Linked DNA regions of Pan troglodytes: all the other regions are linked to region 1. A link is a contact called in public HiChIP or PLAC-seq data. All regions are on one chromosome and are shown on one strand. The core of a region is the stretch at or near the end of the contact, and the rest is flanking DNA. Distances in the headings are between cores, read along the strand shown. Region 1 holds the start of DHX9 (DExH-box helicase 9). Region 2 holds the start of RGS16 (regulator of G protein signaling 16). Region 3 holds the start of RNASEL (ribonuclease L).

Region 1 (2,700 bases), core at 69-2,568:
CTTAATTAAGGAGAACAATCACATGAAGAAAATAATAAGTAAATGCTAAACTATGTTGTTCTGATTTTAAGAATGCCAGTTTTAAAGGGAGTGATCACTATCAGCTAGAAGGATTAAGAAAAACATAAGGAAAGAGGTGAAAAATAAAGATCCATAGATATAATGAGCCCAGATAATTCATTAGTCTGGATTCCCTGGAACAATCCCAGCTGGAAATGTTTTGTATCATTACCTTCATGGGAAGCACTGGAGTTTCAAAATTTAACACTGACTAGTATAATAATTAAGGACACAATTATTCCAAAGACTTGGAACACAAAATTACTCCAAAGACTTGGAACACAAAAGGTTATCCAATTTAAACAAAAGCAACCTTGCAGATTTTATTCCTACCTTAAAGTAGTTTGCTGAGCACTTAAGTAATGTTCCAGGCACGGCAAGGAGCGACCTGCGTTAGCCAGGCAGAATGCCCGCCTTCACTGAGCTTATTTCTTTCATGGTTTTTTGTTTGTTTTTGAGACGGAGTCTCGCTCTCTCGCCCAGAAAATGGCGTGATCTCGGCCCACTGCAACCTCCGCCGCCGCCCCCGACCCCGGGGTTCAAGCGATTCTCCTGCCTCAGCCTCCCGAGTAGCTGGGATTGCAGGAGCCCGCCCAGCCACCCAAGCAGCTGGGATTGCAGGCGCCCGCCCCCCTGCCCGGCTAATTTTTGTTTTTTTTTTTTTTTTTTTTTTTAGTAGAAACGGGGTTTCACCACGCTGGCCAGGCTGGTCTCAAACTCCTGACCCCAAGTGATTCGCCCGCCTCGGCCTCCCAAAGTGCTGGGATTACAGGCACCGCGCCCGGCCAGTTTCTTTCTTTCAAGAGACACTGGCGTTCAGACTATCTGAATCAATCCGGTAACTACGCCCACTGAACACCTACTACGTGCCAGGTATTGAACTAAGCCGCCCTTCATATGCCATCTCATGTAATTATCTCAACAACCCTACCAAGTTAGCAGCAAGGTTTCCAGTTCTGCCTTCGAAGGGAACCTCCTCTCACCGGAGATCCCTATGACAGACCCTGCGAAATATTTTGCTGCATCAGAATGCTACAGGCCGTCAACTCCCTAACATGCGCAAAAGCGGGCAGCCGATTATCCAGGGTAGTGGATTATCCAGAGCAGCAGGTCTGGCGCGATGCCCGCCCGGCTCAGCCCATCTCCCTAGCAACGAAACCCTTCCGCGCCGCGAGGTGGCTGAGCCCCGCCCCCTCCATTGGCGCGCCCTCGCCATCCCCCGCCCTGGCACGCGCTCTGCGCATGCGTACGCTCGCTGGCCCCGCCCCCTAGCGCCGCGGTCGGAGCCATTTCGCCGATTCCTCCATGCGAGTTGCTGTGCGTTTCTCTGTTGTCTCGGTAGAAGGCCAGAGTCACACACGGTCCTAAGAGCTGGGCACCAGGAAGCGAAGGCTGGTAAGGGAGAGACGTTCCGGCTACCGTGCGGGGCGGCGGGGTCGCGGGCGGGCGGCGTGGACCATGGCTCCGCAGCCGGCTTTGTTGCGAAGCGCGGGCGGCGGCGGCGGCTGGGGGTGGGGGAAGGGACGAGCCGCCCGCGGGTCCCCGGATTGCGGGTTGCGTGCGCGCCTCGCCGCGATGCGCTTGCGCCGTCCGGGCAGCCTGTGGCCCCCTCCCCTCCGCCCAGCGTTTCCCGCTGCTGCCTCTAGCAGGCAAAGCCCGCTTCCTCCTCTGGCCTGCGTACGCCGGGGCACCGCGGCGGCTGAGGGAAGGGGGTGCTTCGCCTGTGGTGGTTGCCGCCTGGGCGCCACTGGCCTAGGGCCTTTCAGTCATTCATTCAAGCCACGAATAACTGGCGCCGTCGTGCAGGCCTTGTGGGTAGAGCAAAAAGAAATTGAAGAATGTAAAGGGAGAGCGCCTTTGGCTAGTATAGCGAGGTAAGGCGTCTCGAAGGAGGGAGGCTTTGAGCTGATAACCTCGGCCAACGCGAAGGAAAAGCAGAGCCTGCAGATGCGGAAGGGATTAGTTATCGCTTAAGGGCAGAAACTGGGCGGGAGCTGAAAGCAGGCCATGTGACTGGAGTGTGGCGAGAAGGCCTTCAAAGGAGAATGGGTTTTAGGGTGGCAAGAGTGGAAACAAAAACCGTGTAGGACAATATTTCACTAGCCCGGGTGTGCAGTAGTGGTGGCAGGAGAGATGGGGAGAAACGAATGGATAGGGGACGTATTTTGAAGCAGAAATGCGTAGTGGTGGAAGGTAGTAGATCTGGAGTCAGGCTACGTTTTCTTGAATTCTTGCGCCCCCTTTTTTTTTTTTTTTTTTTTTTGCAAGAGTCTCGCTGTGTCGCCAGACTGGAATGCAGTGGCGCGATGGCGGCTCACAGCAACGTCCGTCTCCCTGGTTCAAGTGATTCTCCTGCCTCAGCCTCCGGAGTAGCTGGGACTACAGGCGCGCGCCACCACGCCCAGCTAATTTTTGTATTTTTAGTAGAGACGGGGTTTCATCATGTTGGCCAAGATGGTCTCGATTTCTTGACCTCGTGATCCGCCCGCCTTGGCCTACCAAAGTGCTGGGATTACAGGCGTGAGCCTCCGCGCCCGCCCGAATTCTTGCTCTTATAATTAGGAGCTCTGTCTTCCTGAAGCAAGATATTCTTTGTCTCAGTTTCCCCTTCTCTAAAGGGAATCTTACCTGTACAAGATT
Region 2 (2,700 bases), core at 84-2,583, 230 kb before region 1:
TCCTTGCCTTCTTCACCTTTGTCACAAAAGTCATTTTTCTGAGAGTATCTCGTTTCCATTCACTAAGACTTAGAAACAAGGCTTATTAGAATCTGCATTTTACTGTAATGATTTTCCAAGACCCTGAGAAGCCAGTCAGAATGAAAGATTAGAGGGGGGAAACGTGAGGCCTGGGATTTGCAAATGACTGAAAGGTGATGTTTATATTTCCCGTCCCCTAGTCCTTTGCAAACTGAGGATGGAGCACATTTTTATTTTAGAACTGGAAAGTCAGACAGGCACAGCACCCCAGATGGTGCCTCTATCTCTAGAAGGAAATAAGCACCAGAAGAAATCTAACAGGTGCCACCCCTAATCTGGGAGTAGAGGAGGGATTCTGACCATCGCTCACCACACCATATTCTCTCACCAAGGCAACAGCCAGTGCTGATGTGTAACATCGTGGGCAAGAGGAAAGTATTCTGCTCTTTGGCCTAACTGTTGTGTCAAGAGAACGGGGATATAGAATAGGTGAGGAGAGAACATTGTTTTACTCTCAAATATTGTGTGTGTTTGTGTGTGTGTGTGTGTGTGTGTGTGTGTAGGGGCAGGGAACTGAAAGACCTTCGCAGAGGAGAACCTCTATGAGTGGCCAACCACCCTCATTTCTTGGAAAACTCAACATATCAGACTACCTCTGTTTCCAGAGACATTCAGTGTTCTCTCCTCCATTCCAAAGCTGCCTTTGAGATGTGGATGCTTACTTGGACAGGTCTAAAACGGCCTCAGGGAGGTCTGGAGCCCAAATCTCGGTGCCTAGTGCAGTGTCTAACACAATAGAGACACTCATTAAATAATGAGTGAATGAATCCCACTCCAAACATGGTGAATATCCTTGGAGATTAACTGTCAACCCTGCCTGCCCCAGATCCTCCAGATTGCAGGCATTCTCAGCTAAACTTCAGCCAGTCAGCTTTCTGGAAATGGGTCCCAGGAGGGCTGAATTATGCAGTGAAACTTATTACTCTGCAGCCCTCTTACACTCCCCTCCCCCTGTGGCTTGCAGTCTCCCAGTGCAGAGCAAACTGGAGCAAAATCAGGGAAGGGTCAAGCAGACATCAGTGGCTCCAGAGCCCAGCTAGAGTTGGAAGCAAGACACCAAACACACATGGCACCTATGCCGACTCCACCTACCCCTCTGTAGGCCTTTAGTGTGAAAAGCCCCCAGCTTACCTTGCCTCCTTCCTCTTCCTCTCCTAGGTATTCCAGAGCAGCATGTACTAGGGAGAATCCGGCTCTGTGTCAGACAGTAAGACGATTTCAGCCAGCTTGGAAGGTTGATGTCTGGTCTTCCTCCAGGCCCTGTCTTAGAGAAAAGGAAACTACCATTTTTAGGGCCCTCCATGATCCAACGCTGGACTCAGGGCCTTACAGATGCCACCTGTACAGAAGGGGAAACAGACATCGGTGCGTAAGTAATCTCCCCACAGTGACACACCTAGTAAATGGGAGTGCCAGGCTAGAAACCCAGTTCTATCCACAAGGTCCAACCCCAGGGCTATTCAATGCCTTGTCCCCATGTTCCCTAGCCTCTGAGCATCTCTCCCCCTGGACCTTGGCTGCTACTTCAGGCCATTTCTCCTCCTTGTTCTAGTCAGAAATTTCTAGGTGCTTACCTAGGCCACAGATGAGACACAAGGACCCCAGGAACAGCAAGCCCCAACATGTGAATACCACACACACGTGCAGAGATGTCAGGTCAGAGGCATGGGAGGGGCTTTGTCATCTCCTGGGAGTTAAGGACCTACTTTCTGTGGGGTACCTCCTCCTCCTTTGAGTCACCTTCCAGGAGTCCCCATGTCAACAGGGAGAGTAGGGGGTGGGGGTGGGGCAGTCTGGTGCAGGGGCACAGAAGAAAAACCATTTTATAGGAAAGCAGGGGAGGCTCAACAAAAGCACCAACACTAGCTGTAATGTGGCGACAAGTTGGAAGGGATCATGCCTCTCACAATGTGCTCACAACACCTGAGCAGAGGGAGAAACGTGGTGTGATGTGTGAGCAGCTGGGAGGCTGGGCCGGCAGAGTGGCGGCGGGGGAGAAGGGCCGGAGAAAGCAATGGGAACAGGTGGTCCTTTCACAAGCTCCCAGGCCCTCAGCCTCTGACACAGCAGCTGTCCTAGAAACAGGCCCAGGTGGACAGAGAGAAGAGCACAGCAGGGGGTGCATGATGTTTTTGCAGAGATAGAAATGAGCTCTCCCTAATAGGCCCCACACATTTGAGCAGGGGGGCACACGCGGTGAGCTGTGTGACTGAGCCTGGGTGAGCCACGCCTCCTCCGCCAGCCATCTAGCTGTAGTGCTGCTCCAAATGTGACCACAGGGGAACTTTCTGGATCCAAGTCCCCAGGCGTCCCAAACACCCTGGCTGCAGTAAACACAATGACAGTCACTAACAACTGGTGTGCACACTTCCACTGTGCTCTACATTTATGGCTCTCACAGTCCTCGTCTCATTTAATCCTCACACTAACCTCTGAAGAAGGTCCTCTGACCATTGTTTTACAGATGGGGAAACTGAAGCATAGAGAGGTTAATGGAGGAAGAGATAGAAGGATCGTGCATGATTTGGTACTGGGTCATCTGACTGTCCATGCAGTTAGCTACGCATTCTGCAGACTTCCTCCATCCCCAGCTCCCACAGTTACAAAAAGTTCTTTCCT
Region 3 (2,700 bases), core at 173-2,672, 250 kb before region 1:
TTTTGACTTTGCAGTGGTGGAAAAGCAATAAACATTCAGTAGAAACCACACTTCAAGTACACATACAACCATTCTGTTTTTTATTTCAGCATAGCATTCGATAAATACATGAGACATTTAACACTTTATTATAAAATAAGCTTTGAGCTAGATGATTTTGCCCAACTGTAGCCTAATGTAAGTGTTCTGAGCACATTTAAGGTAAGCTAGGATAAGCTATGACGTTCAGCAGATTAGGTGTATTAAATGTGCTTTTGACCTACAATATTTTCAATTTAGGAAGGGTTTATCTGTATGTAACCCCATCATAAGTCAAGGAGTATCTGCAGTAGTGAAAAGAGCTTGTACTCTAACCTTAGGGAGATCTAAGTTTGAGCTTGTGGCTGTGTAATTTTTTACTATTACTTCCTGTAACCTTGGATTGTTGAATCTCAATTTTCTATTTCCTGAAATGGAGACAAAAATAAATACAGTCGTGTGTAAAGTACATTAAAGTATGGAGTGTTGCAAATATTAGCCGCTCAATGAATGTTAGAGCTAATTATATCCCTTTATGAAAAAATAAATTGCTTAGTGAATTCTATTCTCCCTACACATGTGCATATAGCTACTACACGAATAGGCAACTGGCAGCTATCAATTTCGTCCAACTGTCAATCAGATCTGAGAATTACAGATCCAGTTCAATCATCAGACAGCCCGAAACTGTTACCTGAATATTTAAATTACTGCATCTGCTATAGAATTCACGAAGCAACCCTTTTTCAGCAATCTCACCACTCTGACAGTTTCAAAGCCTCAGAGGTTAATTGATTAGCCTCTTAGAAGTTTAATTAATTGTGCAACACATACACGATCACCAGGCAATGAAATCTTTGAACCAAAGTGTTTGTGTAGACCGTCCCCATTACAATCAGATGTGAGGTGGGCTGGTATAAACAAAGGAGCCGGGAAGGAGAGGAAATATCAAGGAAGCCCTGAGTGACGCATCAGAGTCGAGAAGAGACGAGCCTGCGGAAGTACTCCAACAGACAATCCTGCTTTCAATTTCACTTTCTCTGTGCGACCTGAGTAAGTCGCAAAGAGATGCCTGAGAAACTGAGGACATGGATAAATGACGTGTGGACTCTGACAGAACTCTGGAAGGGCACTGAGGAAGATCCTTCCGGGCAGCCAAGGGCTGGGAGCTCCCCTCCCACTTCCCAAGTCCTCCAGCCCCTGGCCTCTCCAGTCTCCAAAGCCCAAGAATTCTTCAGGATCGACTTATCGAGGTTTTCTAGCTTTCCTCCTTCTGCCTGCCTTACCTGCTCAACTCAGACGTCTCAATTATTCCTTTGGCAGCCGCAAAGCCTGGAAGACTGCTTGCAGCCCGAGCAGTTTCCTCCTGCTGCGTCACTGAGCCAGCAGGGCGGAGCCAAGAAAGGAGTGAGGAGTGTGGGAGGGAAAGCAGCCACAGGCTCACTCTGGCACCAGGAGCAAAGCTTCTACTTGCACACCTTCTGGAGGAAAGCAATAGCCACTTTCTGTCTGCTGATGAGGAATGTGATGCCCGGGGTCATGTCACTCACCTCTCAGTCTTGCAGCCTTTCAGGTGGCAGCAGCCAACTGCATCCATCACTCTTGCGTCCTTTCTTTTGTCATTGCAAATTCTGGTCTTCTTGGAAGAAAGGAATGGAAAGTAAACACATATTGAGCACCTATTGTGTTCCAGACACAATGCTTTACGTGCAGCATGGTCCCAGTTAACCCCTGACAATCTTGTTGATTATGAAACGCAGGCTCATAGAAGCTAAGTAAGCCCAAAGCCCAAGCCCTGTCACCTGTCTCAGCTCACTCAACTCACAGCTCTGAGGCAGTGCGGCCTTCTCAGGAGGGTACCGGACTGGCAGTCTGGAGACCTGATCCTACAGCCAGCTCTGTGGCTGCTTAGCTGAGTGACCTCAGGCATGTGATTTAACCATGTAGGGCCTCAGTTCTCTCCTATAACTTGGTTTTGAAGGTTCCTTTCTGCTCTACAAGTTCTGTTCTTGACTATCTTCCTAGCAATGAGCTGTGTACTGTGTACTTAGTGCTGTAGTGGAAAGTATTTCCATCCCCAAAGAATACCCAGTCTTGCTGGGGAGACAAAGCCCTGGGACTTGTGAACAACAAGTAGTGCATGGTCACTTGACGACCACCTGTGTCACACCATCCAGACCCGGGGCCTCTACCACCCCTTATACACCAGGGATTCCCAGGCCTCGCTCTCTAACCCCAGCCTCTCTGCTGAGCTTTAGACCTACAAATCTTGAATATGTGTCAAATGGAAATACTCATCTTTTCCTAAATCTGCCCCTCCTCCCACTTATTCCATCTCCACAGATGGCACCATCACCCGGAGGCCACCCCTCATCCTCATCCCAACACCAAGTCTCTTGCTTTCATCTGCAAAGGGATGACCAGTCGAGTCCTTGTCATCATTTATAGCAAGAAACTGATGACTTGCTTCCTAGCCCTTCATCCATTGTTCCACCCTGCATCATTGACCCACCATCATTTTCAGGACAAAGTTCAAAAATCCTTAACCCATTATTCATTTAATTAATACTTGTTGGACAGGCGCGGTGGCTCACACCTGTAATCCCAGCACTTTGGGAGGCCGAGGCAGGCAGATCACCTGAGTTCAGGAGTTCAAGACCAGCCTGGCCAACATGGTGAAAC

What was found. HiChIP or PLAC-seq counts read pairs in DNA pulled down with a chosen protein or histone mark.
Region 2: an H3K4me3 HiChIP or PLAC-seq map of stem cell-derived excitatory neurons shows a contact between it and region 1, with 7 times the contacts expected there. The contact joins the promoter of RGS16 here to the promoter of DHX9 in region 1. A contact is called at or near these places in 2 of 7 Hi-C or Micro-C datasets (induced pluripotent stem cells and stem cell-derived neural progenitor cells) and 1 of 1 datasets of contacts at active chromatin or transcription factors (stem cell-derived excitatory neurons).
Region 3: an H3K4me3 HiChIP or PLAC-seq map of stem cell-derived excitatory neurons shows a contact between it and region 1, with 3 times the contacts expected there. The contact joins the promoter of RNASEL here to the promoter of DHX9 in region 1. A contact is called at or near these places in 2 of 7 Hi-C or Micro-C datasets (induced pluripotent stem cells and stem cell-derived neural progenitor cells) and 1 of 1 datasets of contacts at active chromatin or transcription factors (stem cell-derived excitatory neurons).

Annotation. Positions count from the first base shown.
Region 1 is chr1:66,268,838-66,271,537 of NHGRI_mPanTro3-v2.0_pri, reverse strand. It overlaps DHX9 (DExH-box helicase 9), which reads left to right and starts at 1,318. Exons shown (of 28, transcript XM_003308631.6): 1 at 1,318-1,455.
Region 2 is chr1:66,494,560-66,497,259 of NHGRI_mPanTro3-v2.0_pri, reverse strand. It overlaps RGS16 (regulator of G protein signaling 16), which reads right to left and starts at 1,333. Exons shown (of 6, transcript XM_003308627.7): 1 at 1,213-1,333.
Region 3 is chr1:66,516,367-66,519,066 of NHGRI_mPanTro3-v2.0_pri, reverse strand. It overlaps RNASEL (ribonuclease L), which reads right to left and starts at 1,422. Exons shown (of 7, transcript XM_524990.5): 1 at 1,305-1,422.